3 separate regions of the Mus musculus genome follow, and regions 2 and 3 are each linked to region 1. A link is a contact called in public Hi-C and HiChIP or PLAC-seq data. All regions are on one chromosome and are shown on one strand. The core of a region is the stretch at or near the end of the contact, and the rest is flanking DNA. Distances in the headings are between cores, read along the strand shown. Region 1 overlaps Pde11a (phosphodiesterase 11A). Region 2 overlaps Gm50595. Region 3 overlaps Nfe2l2 (nuclear factor, erythroid derived 2, like 2).

Evidence for each region. Hi-C and Micro-C count contacts between places; a contact is called where the count stands out from the background. HiChIP or PLAC-seq counts read pairs in DNA pulled down with a chosen protein or histone mark.
Region 2: a Hi-C map of uterus shows a contact between it and region 1, with 4 times the contacts expected there. The contact joins two enhancer-like sites. A contact is called at or near these places in 3 of 39 promoter capture datasets (the 3T3-L1 cell line, embryonic stem cells and hippocampal neurons), 2 of 15 datasets of contacts at CTCF or cohesin (embryonic stem cells and stem cell-derived epiblast-like cells), 85 of 484 Hi-C or Micro-C datasets (the 3T3-L1 cell line, 3T3-L1-derived adipocytes, the AtT-20 cell line and 43 more), 20 of 115 datasets of contacts at active chromatin or transcription factors (T-cell acute lymphoblastic leukemia, acute myeloid leukemia, astrocytes and 11 more) and 1 of 9 other capture datasets (embryonic stem cells).
Region 3: a contact with region 1 is called in an H3K27ac HiChIP or PLAC-seq map of embryonic stem cells, with 15 read pairs. The contact joins two enhancer-like sites. A contact is called at or near these places in 6 of 39 promoter capture datasets (the 3T3-L1 cell line, 3T3-L1-derived adipocytes, embryonic stem cells and 3 more), 17 of 484 Hi-C or Micro-C datasets (the HL-1 cell line, the HPC-7 cell line, brown adipocytes and 4 more), 5 of 115 datasets of contacts at active chromatin or transcription factors (embryonic hindbrain, embryonic limb bud and embryonic stem cells) and 1 of 9 other capture datasets (embryonic stem cells).

What each region holds. Positions count from the first base shown.
Region 1 is chr2:76,068,512-76,072,121 of GRCm38.p6, forward strand. The region is part of intron 12 of Pde11a (phosphodiesterase 11A); the gene reads right to left. Among named protein-coding and RNA genes, the nearest start is that of Gm52518, 34 kb to the left of the region's middle. Within about 2 kb of position 1,755, at least 252 of the 459 cell types and tissues checked have an H3K27ac peak or open chromatin away from gene starts, as enhancers often do. A contact at or near this core is called in the HPC-7 cell line, cerebral cortex, embryonic stem cells and 3 more, where this site is marked.
Region 2 is chr2:75,588,441-75,592,050 of GRCm38.p6, forward strand. All of the region lies in intron 2 of Gm50595, which reads right to left. Among named protein-coding and RNA genes, the nearest start is that of Gm39853, 23 kb to the right of the region's middle. Within about 2 kb of position 1,936, at least 17 of the 459 cell types and tissues checked have an H3K27ac peak or open chromatin away from gene starts, as enhancers often do. A contact at or near this core is called in stem cell-derived motor neurons and uterus, where this site is marked.
Region 3 is chr2:75,681,769-75,685,378 of GRCm38.p6, forward strand. All of the region lies in intron 1 of Nfe2l2 (nuclear factor, erythroid derived 2, like 2), which reads right to left. Among named protein-coding and RNA genes, the nearest start is that of Nfe2l2, 21 kb to the right of the region's middle. Within about 2 kb of position 1,738, at least 238 of the 459 cell types and tissues checked have an H3K27ac peak or open chromatin away from gene starts, as enhancers often do. A contact at or near this core is called in the HPC-7 cell line, cerebral cortex, embryonic stem cells and 1 more, where this site is marked.

The sequences.
Region 1 (3,610 bases), core at 505-3,004:
GAATAAAGAGAAAGCCAGTTAGAAGCACGGAGTGCCTGATGGAGGCTCTGCGATGCAGGTGGAAAGAGTAAAAATAAAAGCCATTTCACACAACTGAAGGGCAGGAACCTTAAACTTGCCTGAACCACTGTCTCCAACTGGTCCATTCCACTGATAATTTATGAGGTCCACAGCTGATGTTCTGCAGAAACATTAAACACCACTCCTTCCCTAAATACAAAATTTGCCACATGTTTCTGTTACATCTACGTGAAGATTTAAATGTTTTTTTTCCAACGTGCAAATTTGATTTTACTACTATAGCAAAGCTACAGAACACAGCAGTTTTGTTAAGGGAAGTGTGATTACGTACACTGGCGAGGTGGTGCGAGGGAGGATGCTTTTTGGAGACCTCAGACATGATTACCATTTACTTCAGTGCAGCCAGTCACAGAACTTATTGTAACCTGCCAATGACACAAGGAATTTGATTCTGTCTCCTGATGCGGGTTCTGGCTACTGAAATGTTTTATTTAACAACTGGCTGCCTCTGTCCTTCCCAAGGGGGCAAACAAAGAGCTCTAATTGTATTCCAGAGAGATTCCTTTTGGGGGAAATTTTTTGACCTCAAGGATCAGGACTTATCTGAGAACGTCAGTCACTAGACCGCGTGAGATGCTCCAGCTTGAGGCTGGGACAGATTTCCCCCCTAAGTGTCCCTTCTGTTCTCCAGCTTGAATTATTGATAAAATGGCGTGGCTATCTCCCCAAATAACCTTGTTGACAACACAAAGGTGGACTGAAGAACACTACCTCCACACTGAAGATTTAGGATCCCCAGTAAATGTCAGGAGGTGTCAATGTGTGTGCCGTGACACTTGGTTATTATTAGTGTTTAACTGCCGGTCCCCACCAGCGCCATGCCGCCAGCACCACCATAAATTTTAATGTGATCACGTGCTCTTCCCTTTTCACAGCCAGCGAATTCTGCAAGATCATAATATCCTATATGAACCCTAGCTGAACCTTAGCGTGATGCGATAAGAGCGAGATTTTGAGCAATGAAAGTTGTTCGTCATTATAGTGCTTAAAAAAAAAAAAACCAAAAACCAAAATCCCGGACGCTGAGCAACATAGTTCTTCAAATAATATTTCCCTAAGATAAATTCACTCATTCAATTAATCTTTATTGAGCCCTACGGGAAGCAGGGCAATGCCCTAGGTGATAAAGAGTCTATTTATAAGACACTAAAGAATCCTGACTCTTAAGGACCCTTTCTGTTCCCCTTGGAAAATCTGTCAGAGTACACACCATTTATAATGCAAACAAAAAGTATGTCTGTAACTTAGACATCAAGGCACGCCTTTTAGTCTACAGAATACAAGCAAAAAAAAAAAAAATCCATTCCTATATCTGGTTTACCCTGTCAGTACAGGAGCCCTGGTCATAATCTTTCATTACACATGTGCACAACGGGCTAGCATTCCTTTCTCCTTACATAAACAATGAGAATTTGTATAGATACCATTGGTATATAGGTTTTTAGTCTCTGTCTAGCCATGGTTGATGAAAGCATTATCTAGTATATTTATTAGAGGAAGGCAAAGCTCAGGAAAAAAAATTAACTATATAGGTATTTCCTTCAAATAAAAGGTAACCTTGAAGCTTTGATTCCGCAATTTTAAAAAAATTTCCAGCGAGGTGCATGGAACAAATCAATAATCGATCAATGGGTTTCTGGGTGAATGAAATATCCACCCACGTCTGAATAAAACTGCTCGTGCTATAAACTTCCCCTTTGTTTCCTTTGATTTCTAAGGAGCTAAAGTTATTTGGTTTCCTAAACATGAGGCTGGATGCTGTTGCAAACCATTTTGAGTGAATAATCTTATTTTCTCTGTGTGAAATAATTTTAGAGATAAAAGCTAGGAAGTTGGTGCAAATATGCATGTGAGTGTCCAGAAGTTTGTGGTTCCAAACCCGTTCAGCAGTGCCCAGCTGCGCAACTTCCCCCTTCTCCTAGACAATGGGGTTAGGAAAATGCGCGATCAAATTTCAAGTCACGTGGAGGAGGCAGGATTCTTCTTGCTAACGCACAGTCATAAAACAGGCCCATCTTCATAGAAGGGGCTCTGTTCCGACAGACCGGCTTTGTTGGTGAATATTTTAAAGAAAACATTTATTTTTGCACTGGCCTGAATCTGTCGCGCCAGAAGAAAAGAAGCACTTTCAAGGAAGGTTGGTCAAGGTTTGACCGCTCACTGCTTCCTCCCCCCCCCCCCCCAACACCCCGCCTCCGGATTGGTTGGGAAACTTTGCCTTGGAGCGCCATCTAGAGGAAATTCCAGCACACATCGGGCGTCCTTTCAGTCAAAAATTTCCTTCCTTCTTTCCTTCCTTCCTTCCCTCCCTCCTTTCTTCCTTCTCTTTTTCTGTCCCTCCCTCCCTTCCTCTCTCCTTCCCTCCCTCCTTTGCTCCCTCCCTCCCTGCCTTTCTTCCTGTTGGCTGGTGGTAACTTGAGAAGCAGAGGCAAGATGATCAAAAGTTCAACCTAATGTGACCACAGAATTGAGGAAGGGAAACTGGGGTTGTGGGGAGGGGTGGAGGTCTGGAGAGCGGATGCTGTGGAACACAGATGCTGTGTACATAGAAACGAGGAGATGGGGGGTTTAACTGGGAAGAGGGGAGGGAGAGACGCACAGAGGGAGAGGGAGGGAGGAGGGATACATAGCATTAAGGGTGTTTGAAAAAAATTGTAGGGAAACATTTTTATGTTTCTTAAAACACACAAATATGCAACATGTGTGTGTGTGTGTATATGTATCTATACAGTTTAAATGAAGTGACACTTGGGAGTGATACTATTCTCTCAGGAGCTTTAGACTATCTAACAAAACACCCAATGCTAGACAGGCAGGGAAAACTTTCTCTAGATTTGTTGGTCAAGAGAGTTGGAAGAAACTTCCAAAATAACACAGCTTATTGCTGTAGCTAGTGGTTGCCTCTCAGAACTTGCAGGCAAGGCCTGTTCCTAGAGATGCTACATACGTCAGATATAGTCGTTGCAGGAATAAAGCTAGAACTGACCTGGAAGCCTCAGCCCTGAAAACTAGCTTTCCTAGTACCTGAAATGACTATGCAAGTTGACAAAGCAGAAAAACAATGAATAGCCCCACCCACCTGCTGAGCTTCCCAACCATACAACGACCAGCACTCATCAAAGGTTCAAGGAAAGTTGCAATAGTGACACTGATATCTCGGAGGTGACAACAGCTGTCTACTTGGATTTGTATCCTGCTTAAGAGGAGGAACTCATGCTTAGTGTTGTAAACCTAGCCAACTACCTATGACTTGCAAGATCAAGGACCCTAGAGGAGAACCTAGCATGGCTATTTCCCCCAAGGGTACAGTAGATGTCTAACTGTATTCTAAATATGTATCCTTATACCTGCAGGTGTAGTTCTCACTCCTCCTCAAAGAAGCTTCCTTTTGCAGCTTCTTGCAGACCAAGAAGCTACAACTGGTCAAAACGCTGAAAACAGCAGACCGTGGAATGCTCAGCCTCAGCTGAATCATGCACAACACAACTCACTCCTTTACCCAAGGCTCAGGGGACATCTTCAGGGATGG
Region 2 (3,610 bases), core at 686-3,185, 480 kb before region 1:
CAACAAATTTAAACTAAAACTCTAGTGTTTGAATGGTCTTTTCAGGTTAAATGCCTATCAAAATGTAAATAGATGATTTCTTCTCCAGCAAGATGAGATCGGGTTTTTAACCTGGCCAATTGCCCATATAAACAATCTTTAATATTATTTGGTCATCTTTTGGTAATTAAAATGGCATATCACAACCACTTTAAATTTATATCCATGTGACAAGAAAGTTATTTAAGGCGTAACTGTGGATAGAGGAAATGTCTCTTTAACAGATTCTTTCAGGAATGCATCTAACAGGAAGCAAAGGTTTTCAACGGCACATAAAAACAAGAAGCAGTTGAACAGCGCCACCCAGAGGTAAGAAGTATATTACATCCAGAGATGATATCGCGAACCTTACACTCACTCAGCCGTCCTTACAGCCACTTCCAGATGTTTCTCTAGTAATATATCAGACATTGCTGGCTCCTGGGTCTGTATTGAAATCTAACATTTTAGTAAGTAAAATTAAATGTTTTGCTGTAGAAAAGGTGCTTTATTTCTGCTTGTTAATTCCTGTCTTTTGAAACAATAAGCACAGGTTGAATAAGAGGCAACACGCCTTCCAGAAATGCAGATAGTTCACCCACCTTTCTTTAAGTAAACGAAATTATTAGGAAAGCCCATTTTAAAAGAATCACTCTGTCCCTACTCCACTATTTCCATACACCCCTAATTACTTTTCTGTCTGGGTTTGTTGAACTAATGCATATTTCTGAACCAAGATTATATACCATTGGAAGAGATCTTAAGAAATCCATTGAAAGCCTGCCATCAGCACCATAAAAAGAGGATTACATACATAAGAACCCTGGGCAAGTACAAAAAAAGGTACTTTTATTATTATTTTACAGGAACTATAAATTTGACTTTTAAAAAAATCTTATTTTGTGCTCAGGATATGGTGCAGGCAAAACACCAGACACACAAAGATACCTTTAAATTTTTTAAGAGTTATTTTGGCCGAAATCAAAATGAGCTTGCCGATCTGTAATTACAGAATCGGGGTACCCTTGAACCCAAGACAGAGATGCTGCTGCATTGAGCTACACTACAGGAAAAAGGCCTCGTGTTCCCCCACCGCCTTCAGCCAGCTCAGATAAACCAGCACAGGCAAGCTTTGCAGAAACGCGTAGAACCGGTCTCAGGGTTGCTCCTAAGCAGAGTTGTACGCGTGCGTGCGGGGTAACCCAGGGCTTTGGAGGCCCTGCGTGCGGGGTCTGTAACTGCGTTGCCATAGCTATCTGTCACGCGTTCCTGTCAAGACTCCCGGCTGCTGCTTTCTAATCGCCTGAGAAGCAGCCTTCCTGTGACAAGAATCAGGCTCCTCCGTTCTGATCTGCATCTTTAGCCTAACAATGAGAAATGGGTTTCCATAAACTTAAAAGAGGCAAAGAAATGATGCCAAAGCCATTACTTGCTGCTTCGGATTGGAAGGAAGACACCTGTCCCTTTTTAGACCAGTAATAAAGGATAAAACTATGACAAAGCCGTCAGCGTTTCATCTGGAAAATAAAGGGAATCAGCTGGCGCTCTCCTAAAGAAAAACAAAATGCCTTCCCCTCCCACTCTGAAATCTGCATCAGAATCTAGCCTCGATTTCACGTTGTGCTCAACCTTACAACATGAGAGAAAATTATACTGTCATGAAAACCAGTGCAGAAGGATCTCGTTCTTTTTAATGCTCCCCTCGTGTCTTTATCCCTTTCCTCTAAATAGCCATGGCATTGTCCACCTCAGTGTTTTGGTTTGAAGCCGCTTCAGGGGCTTCTGGTTTTGCAGCCTGCGGTTTGAGGTTGATCAGGCTGCAAGCTGCAGCTGTGGGAACCCCAGGCTTAAGGCATTTGGAGTTGGTCTTGGGCAAGCTGCCTCACCAGGGATAGCACAGCGCTCCCTAGCCTGGTTTAGAAAACCCACAGCATTACAGCGAAGGCCCATGCGCGCCACCTAGTGGACACGATCTGCCTGGGGTGTCATCAAGACATGGTGGGTTATATAAAAATCTGCAACCCCTATAGTTCGCCAATAAATACACTTTTCTTCATACTATAGTCAAACCGACGAGGAAGGGGACATATTTTAAAAGAAAGTGTCAAATGCATTAACTCACAAAAGCTTCAAGACTGTCTTTTCAAATATAAATATTATTCAGCCCTTCCTTTGGGGCTCAGGAAACCCGGAGGGGAAGAGGAGGCAAAAAGAGCCAGAGGGGTGGAAGATACCAAGGAAACAAGACTTTTAAACACAACAGGACTGGTGCACATATGAACTCCCAGAGATGGAGGTAGCACGCGGGGCGGGGCGGGGGGGGGGGGGTGTCCTGCACCAGATGCAGATGAAAGGAGGAGAGGACACACTCCACAGTGCTAATCCAGAAACTCTCTCCAATCTATAACCACTTGGAAATGAAAATTTTGTTTTCTCCAAGGAAGTCTCACTGGAGAAACAAACCACTCTTAAGGGCAGGCTGCAGTGCCCAACAGGAGAGGCCGACTGAAAAGGAACCCAGTGGTGACTTTAAGGTTCCTTGTCTCCTAACTCCTTACGTCAGAGCTTTTTTATTAAAATAAATAAATAAATACACCGGGTAGTGGTGGTGCAAGAAAAAGTTACTGTTATTTTATTACAATTAGTTTTACTTTATAGGTTTTGTGTATACACCATGGATTCCAGGTTTGCGGTTTTATGGGTGTGCCAAGAAGTGAGTCTCTTTGTCTGCAGCTGATTCTTGTGCCTTTTCTTGAGTTCTTGTGCCTTCTGTTTGTTTGTTTTGTTAGATTCTGATTTGTTTTTGTTTTATCTCATTATATTTTATTATTATCCCTTAGAAGCCTGTTTGTTTTCTAAGGAAAGACAGAAAGGGAGTGGACCTCAGTGGGAGGGGAGGAGAGGGGAGGGGAAAACTGAGAGAAATAGAGAGGGAGGGGACCACAACCAGAATACAGTGTATGAAAACTCTATCTTCAATAAGATTGTGTGTGCGTGCATTCGTGTGTGTGTGCGTGTGTGTGTGTGTGTGTGTGTGTGTGTGTGTGGTCTGTGTGTGTGTGCATGTGTGTGTGTCTGTGTGTGTGTGCATGTGTGTGTGTCTGTGTGTGTGTGTGTGTGTATTTGATATATATACATATACATCAAATATCAAAATGCTGTGTTACTTTTACCTTTATGGAGAAAGGGGAAGGTTCGTATTGACTGGCATGCATGAAGGCCCTGGGTTTGAGTCTCAGCAATGCACAGTCATGCCAATAATTTGATTTTTAACACCCCCCCCACTCCAAAAAAATAAGTCTTTCTTGTTTCTCCTCTTTTTCTGCACATTATTTCCTGGATGAAAGCACTTCATTTTTTTTTTTCTTAGCCAAGTTGTATAAGACCTCATTCAAATCACAGTCCCTAGGAAGTTCCTCAGACCGATCTGAACTCATGGGAGACTAAACCTTCTTTAAAAGTGTCACTTGTAAAGATTTCCTGATTGTCTCGTCTCCATGATCTCCTTGATTGGCTTCAGCTGCCTTCAAAGGCTTCTTCAATGTTGAGTGAGCAGCTTTGACACAGGTGACAGCCCTGTCGGGATAATATA
Region 3 (3,610 bases), core at 488-2,987, 390 kb before region 1:
CCTATCAGAGTACAAGCCAGCGCTGATCCTGCTTAGCATCAAATAGCACCAGCCCATGTTCAGAGTGATCTGGTCATAGGTCTGAATTCAGACATTCTTATCTGAATGCAGCAACAGTGAGTTTCTTCCTGTGCCCAACACATTTTGCTGTTTTAGATTTCCACACAAGTTTCAGAAGGAAAATGTCTGAAATTTGATTTTTTCCCTCTTTTTTTTTTTTAAGATTTATCTATTTATTTTATGTGTATGAGTACACTGTAGCTGTACAGGTGGTTGTGAGCCTTCATGTGGTTGTTGGGAATTGAATTTTTAGGACCTCTGCTCACTCCGGCCAACCCCGCTCGCTCAGTCCCTGTTTGCTCTGGCCCAAGATTTATTTATTATTATACAGAAGTACACTGTCGCTGTCTTCAGATGTACCAAAAGAGGGCGTCAGATCTCATTATGGGTGGCTGTGAGTCACTATGTGGTTGCTGGGATTTGAACTTAGGAACTTCAGAAGAGCAGTCAGTGCTCTTACTGAGCCATCTTGCCAGCCCAAGAGCATGGCACACTTTATCTTTTGTAATTTTTTCTTCAGAGGTGATGACCAAACCCAGGGCCTTGCACTTGCTTCCCCCACCTCTCCCCCGCCTTTTTTTTTTTTTTTTAAAGATTTTTAAATTTACTTTATGTATATGAGTACACCATTGTTCTCTTCAGACACACCAGAAGGTGGCATCAGACCCCGTTACAGATGGTTGTGAACCACCTTGTGGTTGCTGGGAATTGAACACAGGACCTCTGGAAGAGCAGGCAGTGCTCTTAACTGCTAAGCCACCTCTCCAGCCCCCTTTTTTCCCTCTTTTTTTTTTTTGTTTTTTTAAAAATTCATGTCATGTATGAGTACACTGTAGTTGTCTTCAGACACACCAGAAGAAGGCATCAGATCCCATTGTAGATGGTTGTGAGCCACCATGTTGCTGGGAATTGAACTCAGGACCTCTGGAAGAGCAGCCAGTGCTCTTAACCTCTGAGCCATCTCTCCAGCCCCCCTTTTCCCACCTCTTAAGACAAAATTTCATACTGAAGCCCAAGATGGATTCGAGCTCACAGCAATCCTCCTGCCCCAGCTTTCCAAAGCTTGGATTACAAGTGTGTGTCACAATGACCTAGCTTCAGAGACTGGATGAGACTGTATGAAACAGTCAAAGCATTACCCTGGGAAGAAATACTGTACACAAGTCTGTTAACCCAAAGCACTGCCTGGGAGGCCCACAGCACAAGTGCTATTTTCTGCAATGAACAAAGCACTCAGCATTTCCTGTAAGGAACCCCGTGACTGGCGCATGACTTACACCACAAAGACCTATCCCCGAACCACTGCTTTGTGAAACCTGAACAGCATCTCAGAGGAAATGCTAGGGTGGAGCCCCTAACAAGCAAGAACAAGACAGCAGACAGCGGGGAAGAGAAGCATCTAAGGAGGACTAACACTGCTCTTGCCAAAGTTCTGAAAAGCAGCTAGCTGTCCGACCCTGACCGTGTGGGTCTCCCAGGAGGGAAGGCCACATAAACAGTCTGGGGGACGGGGGGACGACGACCCGAAAGCAGACAACAGCTAGCACAGCACTCCAACAGATATTTTCTTAGACTGGAAAAAGCTGCCCAAGGGTAGGTAACCTAAGTGCCAGGGTGAGCCTCGTGGTGTACGGGGCAAATGCTGCCTGCCACTTACGGATTCCTGAGTGTGCTCCAAGTTCCACTACAAACTTAGCTTACGCAAGAGACAGAAGGAAGCAGAATGTTGGACAATTCATGTTCTACCACCATCTGCTCCAACAAAAAGTTAGATTCAAAATGTGTAATAATTATTTGCTGTCTGGGTAATCCATCACAGGCCTCGTGGAAGGGTACAGTTTGACAACAAAGTCAGGGCATTTTGAAATAAACATCTCTGCACAAGGATAAACAGAGACCTTGAACACTGAAGCCATATTATATTTCAAGCCAGTCTTTGAACAAACATTTAGCAAAAGATTTTAAAATGATTCCCACCCTACAATAAAGTTCTTCAGTAAACTGAGACCTTGGCATATTATTGAAATTAAAAATTGTATCTTTTTTTTTTTTTTTTTTTTTTTGGTTTTTTTTCGAGACAGGGTTTCTCTGTATAGACCTGGCTGTCCTGGACCTCACTTTGTAGACCAGGCTGGCCTCGAACTCAGAAATCCACCTGCCTCTGACTCCCGAGTGCTGGGATTAAAGGCGTGCGCCACCACGCCCGGCAAAATTGTATCTTAAAGTACGGATTTTTATTACTTTTTATTGGGGTGGTAGCAGGAGGGGTGGGAACCAGACACATGTGCCACAGAGTATAAATAGAGGTCAGAGGGCAGCCTGCAGGAGCTGTTTCTCTCCCTCTACCATGTGTGTCTCAGGCACTAAGGCCATCATCAGGTTGGGAGCAGGCACCTTTACCCACTATGCCATCTTTCAACTACCACAAAAACAGTAGCTCAACAAGCCGCTAACAATAAGAAACTGTACTTGTCATTTAGCACAGAATAAAATGGGTCTTTACTCCTAACTCTATAGGAAAGCTTGTTCTCCCCCCACCCCCTTTTATTAGGGATCTCACTATGGAGGTCAGGCTGACCTCAGATGCATCCTCCTCCTCCTCACTCAAGCTCCCAAATGCTGGGGTTGCATAAGGTGTACGCACACCCCAAATACCCACCTTAGTTTACCCTTTGCTTCTCGGCATTCTCTTCTTCATGCACACATTCGTTACTAGAACATCGAGAGTGAAGAACACTTGGCTACAGTGCCCATCCTATATCTCCTATGATGCCCAGCTGAATATATATTATTCACCTAGAAAGTAAACCTGGTTTAGCTCCCCTGTCAACAGACAATGCCTAAGTATTTTTGAATAAAACCAGATAGAAAACAAGACTCATGTTCTACAGTCTGAAAGTCACCCAGGGGAGGGCTGGCAGCGTCTGTGAGTGCACTGAAGGAATGCCCAAACCTTAACAGTTGAATAACCAGCTGCATAATTAACCTTCATTTACAAAGCCCTACTCTGTGGTCTTACTGCCTAATAAATAAACACTTTATTTATTAATACCTGCAGTATTACTTGTAGTAATAAATGACTCCAGGCAGATGTGTCTTTTAAATCTATCTTACTTATGACTGTTGCATTTCTAAATATTTGCCCATTTACTTCTCGAAGGTTCCTGTCCCACACTGCATTACATGGTAGACAATATAATGCCATCTGCTTTTCAACAAAGACTCCAAAGGCAGAAGACAGGCCTATGGCTCACTGTAGTCAGCCCCACACCAAGTTCTTTTGGTTTTCACGGATTAATTTTCTAATTCTTTCTGCTACTACTATGAAATAGGTGATTAAAATATACGGAATAATTAAAATACAGAATAGTGTAGGGTCACAGAGGGCCTTACAGTCATCTAAATCAGGTACACTATTGCTGTTTATGTGTGTTACCTCAGCAATATTAGAAAGACCTAGTTAAACAACTCATATATACTTGGCAGACTATTAATACTCAACACCAGCCAACCCAAGTTTTCCTCCTACAGAAATCCTATCTCAATAATC